2 separate regions of the Callithrix jacchus genome follow, and region 1 is linked to region 2. Evidence: chromatin contacts called from public Hi-C data. All regions are on one chromosome and are shown on one strand. The core of a region is the stretch at or near the end of the contact, and the rest is flanking DNA. Distances in the headings are between cores, read along the strand shown.

Region 1 (2,700 bases), core at 80-2,579, 160 kb after region 2:
ACCTTGGCCTCCCACATGCTGGGATTACAGGGATGAGCCACCACACCTGACCTGGAATTTCTTTGAGACATGTTGGATCATCTCATTTCATCCTCCCTTTGTCGTATTTTCCAATTGATGAAGTTTTAAATGTCTGTGAATGGCAGCCACTAATTCTGGCATCTGTAGCTCTTGGCGGTCCACTCCTCTTGTTGATACTGACCTCTATACCCTTTTAGTGGGGCTTCACTGGCTGAAGAATCTCAAGGTAGCTAGTGTTAGAACTGAATTAGAGGTCCGCCCTGGTAGTGGGGACAAACCCCCACACGTTTGCTCACAGAAGTCATCTTCTGTATTGATGATGATTTTTGCAGTATGAGAGCAGAGGGAAAATGGGGGCTGAGCATTTTTCTAAACGATAGTGGACATTCAAATCCCTAGTGAGGCTGGGCGCGGTGGCTCACGCCTGTCATCCAGCACTTTGGGAGGCGGAAGCAGGTGGATCACCAGAGGTCAGGAATTCATGACCAGCCCGGCCAACATAGAAAAACACCATCTCTACAAAAATACCTGCCTGTATTTTTGGGAGGCTGAGGCAGGAGCATTGCTTGATCCTGGGAGGTAGAAGTTGCAGTGAGGTGAGATTGTGCCACTACACTCCAGCCTGGGTAGATCATAAATAAGAGAGATAATTGACTCACAGTTCTGCAGGCTGTATAAGCACAGCTCCAGCATCTGCTTGGCTTCTGGCAAGGCCTCGGGAAGCTTACGATCATGGCAGAAATGGGAGTGGGTGCAAAGAGAGAGAGGAAGGGCCAGGCTCTTTATAAACAAACTGCTCTCAGGTGAACTAATAGAGCAAGAACTCACGCTTCACCAAACGCAGGATGCTAAGCCATCCATGAGGGATGTATACCCTCTAATAAACGTGAGATTTGGAGGGGACACACATCCAAGCTGTATCAGGCCTTAAATGATTTGTTTTGACTCTTAGCTCCTTGAATGACAATTATTTGTTCTCCCTGACAAGAGAGAGAGAAACGGGTTTTCCCTCCAGCTGGAAGGCAAATGCCAGCCAGGGGGCAGAGTGCCAGCCGGCTGGGGCAGCTTACAGCACTGTGGAGGAGGGCCAGGGACATGAAGCTACAGGCACAGAGGTGGAGGTAAATGGCTGCCAGAGTGCAGGCAGGCTGGAGCTCCCGGGTGCCCCAGGGGTTCTGCGCACACAGGCTAAGGAATGGTGCAGGCTCCACCTGAAATCAGGGCCATCCAGTCACTGTCTCTAGCCTAGGCCTCTGCTCCATGCCACTCCCCAGGGTAGACTGGGGAAAGGGCTTGCTGTGCCCCAGGGCCCAGGCTCACACTCACCACCTGGAAGGCATTCCCCAAGCTGGACGGGGGTCCTGGAAGTAGGCCCGGCAGGTGGGGCTCTGTCCTGCGCAGGTCAGCTGAGTCTTCTCGGTGGCCCTGCAGACACCATCCACCTGGTGGGACAGACACAAGATTCAGGCCTCCCGCTGGACCATGTGGCTTCCCCACATACATCAGCCTCAGCAGGAGACTCCCCCCAGTGCTGGGTCTGCAAAGGCCTCTGCAGAGCCAGCAGGCCACCTGCCTTTCCTGGGACTCTGCAGGGAGCAGCCCTCAAGAGCCTCAGCCAGAGGGAGGAAGGGCAGGTGCACCTGCTCACCTGCCAGGCCAGGCTGAGCTCCTCCAGGCTTTGGGCCAGAGCCATCCAGTAACATCAGATCAGTGCCTGCTTCATTGTCGTTGGTGTCCAGAAGGCCAGCGGATATGCCTGTGGGGAGGAAGGAAGCTGAGGAGGTCCTGAGAGCCCATGATCCTCCCTCAGGGGTCCTGTATGAGATGAGCCTCAGGCACACGGAGGATTGGTAGAATCCCTCTACCCCAGACTCCTAGAGCTCTGGCTCCAAACCCTCATCAGCAGGAGGAGAGAAAGCACAGGGACTGAGGACAGCGTGTGTTCCCCCCATCCCGTCTCCACATCCTCAGCCCGAGTGGCCAGAATCCAGGCCTACCCTTTGTGTTCCTTGGCAGAGGGACCACAGAAAGGCCAACTCCACCTTGGAGCCACATATCCAAGGAATGGGGGCAGAAAGCCCTGGGCCTCAGTGCCATCTTCTCAACCACAGTGGCCACCTACAGCTCGGGGACCTGTTGCACTGGAAGCTGAGAATGGTGCATCCCGAAGAGGCTCTTGGTGGTGGGGCCAACTCCGCCAGGGCCCAGACTTACCGTGGTGCCAGAGGTGCACAGTCAGGCTGCAGAGACCAGTGGGCACATCACAGGAGATTGAGACCCCATCCTCACTGGCCAGATCAATCCTGGGGACATCTCTCCTTTTCATGGCAAAAGGCAGCTGGAGGTCTGAACAGCTATCCCCTGGCAGGGAGGAGCTGTACAGCCTGTAGGCCAGTGGGCAGGAGGGCTGACCCACAGCCAGGGGACAAGCTTGAGAGTGCCATCCCCCAGGCAACCTGCCGCAGGCACAGGTCTCCAGGGGAAGCTCGGGCCTCTCCTCCTCACCTGCAGGCTGGAGTAGAAGATGAAGGTCACATGGTTCAGCTCCACGGTCAGGGCCATGAGCCCCAAGCCTGTCTGACTCAGCATCAGTGAGAATGTGTTGTGAGCGAAGTCTTGGGCCAGGAGGATGCTGCTGCACTGGACGCTGAGGTTCCACACCTGGCCATCAAAAGTCAC
Region 2 (2,700 bases), core at 113-2,612:
AACACAGTCACCACTGCCTCCTCTTCACAGTTGAGGAAACTAAGGCCAAGGGTGTGGAGGTCAGTGAACTGCCCGAGGCATTATTTTTGTCAAATATCTCGAACTTAGAGAAAGTTGACGGCCAACCCTTTGCTTTTCCCAGGCACCTCTTCCCTAGGGACCCCTCCACCTAAGAACAATAAGCTGAGCCTGGGCTTGGGGGGAGGGTGGGTGCCACCTTCCCGTCAGGTGCACATCAGCACTGGGCTGCCCGGGAGTACAAGTACCCCAGATACGAGCAGGAGGCAGCCTCACCCGCGAAGTCTGCCCGAGCGCGGCTCCCAGCGAGAAATCTGACATCCCTGTCCCTGTTTGGACAAGGCTTGACGCGCGCCTTTGAAACCCGCAGCCCCCAGGAAAATGAAAGCAGGACGCGTTTCCTACCAGCATTCCCAGCACGCCGGCCCAGGCAGCGCTGCAGGAGAGGAGCCAGGGCCAGCTCAATCGCCACCCCGCTGCTGCAGGAAGCACAGGCACTCCCGAGGGTCAGCGCTGGGCACCGACGTCCGGACACGGTCACAGGCTGCCTGCGGCCACCCAGCGGACTGGTGGCAGGACTGAGTCCAAGTGCCGCGCTGTTTCCATCCTGGCCGCGCAGGAGCCTCGGTTCCTCCCTAGGGGTCGCCATCCCCCACCCAGGGTTCTACCCTCTACCCTCCCTGCCCTTCTGGCCTCGTTGTGCCTGGGGCAAGAACCCTGGTGAGCGAGGCCTGGAACCCACAGGCATCCGTTGCGTTTGCCCCAGCGCTGCGGGCCGGCCGCGGTCCGGGGGCTCAGGTTGCCGCCCGCCGCCTCGCAGGTTGCCCCCAGCCCCTCCCAGGACTCCCGGCCCCCGGATTATTCACAGGTGCCCAGGAGCAGACTGGGGCGCCGCGGACGGCTGTCTTCTGACCCCGGACGCACAACACGGGAGGGAGCCGAGCGGCCCCCGGCGGAAAGGGGACTGGAGCTGGAAGGTGGTCTCGGAGGCCACGGGGTCCATTCGGGCTCTGCGCCCCCGCGGTGGGCACGAGGTTCCCAGGAGAGTCCACCCGCGCCCCCGCGCAGCTCCCACCCCACCTGCGCCCCGGGCGCCCCTCGCCCGCGATCATGGCCCATCTCAGCCCGAGCCTCCGCAGTGCCCAGCCCACGCCTCCTGCCCCTTCCCCGACCCTGCCCGGGTGGACCCGCAGGGCACCCAAAGCAAGAGGGAGAAACCCGGCCCGCACACAGCCCCAGAAGCCCGTCGACCCGGAGCCACGTACCGTCCCCAGGCGGCTCCTCGACAGCGCTGGGGGGCCGCGAGCTGTCCCGGTCCAAGGCGGCAGTAGGATTTGGGGAGCTTAAAAGGCCAGAAAGGAAGCGGCAGCGGACAAACCCCCGGGCGCCCGCTGGACCAGCCCCTTAAAGGAACACGAGCGCCTTTCCCTCCTAAGGGCTGGGCACGAAAGGAGTTGCTGCAGACATGAGCGGTCTCCAGACTCGCTGGGTGGGAACCCCCGCAAAGGCGGTGTGAGAGAGTTGAGGATTTCACGTCTTGGGAAAGGAAAGTAGGGGTGGAATAGGAGCGTTTGGGGAGGGGGGATCCCCTTTGAAAGCCTAGTTTGCCAAACCCCGTGGAAGGAAGCAGGGAAGCCCCTGGCCAGCATTCTGCTACCTGCTAAGGCTGCTCCCCACCTTTGGGTGTGGAAGAGGTGAGACTTCTGTATTACTTTTCCCAACAGAAAGCAATGGAGTGAGGCCGGGCACTCACGCCTGTAATCCCAGCACTTTGGGAGGCCGAGGCTGGTAGATCACCTGAGGTCAGGAGTTCAAGAGCAGCCTGGGCAACATGGTGAAACCCCATCTCTAATGAAAATACAAAATTAGCCGGGAGTGATGGAGCATGCCTGTAATCCTGGGGAGGCTGAGGCAGGAGAATCACTTGAACCCAGGAGGTAGAGGTTGCAGTGAGCCAAGATCATGCCATTGCACTCCAGGATAGGCAACAAGAGCGAAACTCCATCTCAAAAAGAAAAAACAAAGCAAGGGGTTGCTGACATCCTCCTGCCCCTGAGTATGGCCATGATGAGACACTGGCCAGATGCCTAACTCACTGTAAGGCACACAGCAGGTGCTATCCTTGGGACATGGGGCTTGAATGAGTGTCCCTGGCTGGGAGGGAACCACAGGATGGAATGTCTCTGCAGCCTGCAGGGGCAATCGGGCTTCTGAGTGGTCCCCCAACAGGGATGGGCCGCCCTTTGGAATCCAGCTATCAGCACCGCCATCTAGACAGCCATTCAGGATGCCTCTGTTTGGACAGGGTGCTTTCTTTCCTGTCCAGACCAGTGGGGTCCCTGGCCTGTGCAGCCTGATGCTTCCTCAGCAGCAAAGACCCCGTACAGCCTGACGTTTCCTCAGCAGCAAAGACTAAGGAGGTCCTTCAGCTTTGGCTGGGGGGAAGGGTCGAAGCCTCACAGGATCACAGGGTCACAGAGCCCAGAGCCTCTTAACACAGCCCAAGTTGGCCCATGAGTGTGTGTGTGCGTGCATGCGTGCATGCATGTGTGTGCGTTACACACAGCCAGGAGCAAATCAGAGCACAAAGAACTGTGATTAACAGGTAAACAGAACCTAAAAGGAATGCCAGGCTTGGTGGGCAAAGGGGAGCCAAGGAAGGTTCCTCTGCAGGTTCCCAAC

Evidence for each region. A called contact is a pair of places that touch in the nucleus more often than the background predicts.
Region 1: a Hi-C map of induced pluripotent stem cells shows a contact between it and region 2, with 3 times the contacts expected there. The contact joins the enhancer-like site here to the promoter of HAPLN3 in region 2. A contact is called at or near these places in 2 of 3 Hi-C or Micro-C datasets (induced pluripotent stem cells and skeletal muscle).

What each region holds. Positions count from the first base shown.
Region 1 is chr6:18,257,877-18,260,576 of calJac240_pri, forward strand. No RefSeq gene overlaps it. Among named protein-coding and RNA genes, the nearest start is that of ABHD2, 15 kb to the right of the region's middle. Within about 2 kb of position 1,330, at least 3 of the 16 cell types and tissues checked have an H3K27ac peak or open chromatin away from gene starts, as enhancers often do. A contact at or near this core is called in skeletal muscle, where this site is marked.
Region 2 is chr6:18,100,161-18,102,860 of calJac240_pri, forward strand. HAPLN3 (hyaluronan and proteoglycan link protein 3) reads right to left here and starts at 1,363. Exons shown (of 5, transcript XM_035303754.3): 1 at 1,284-1,363.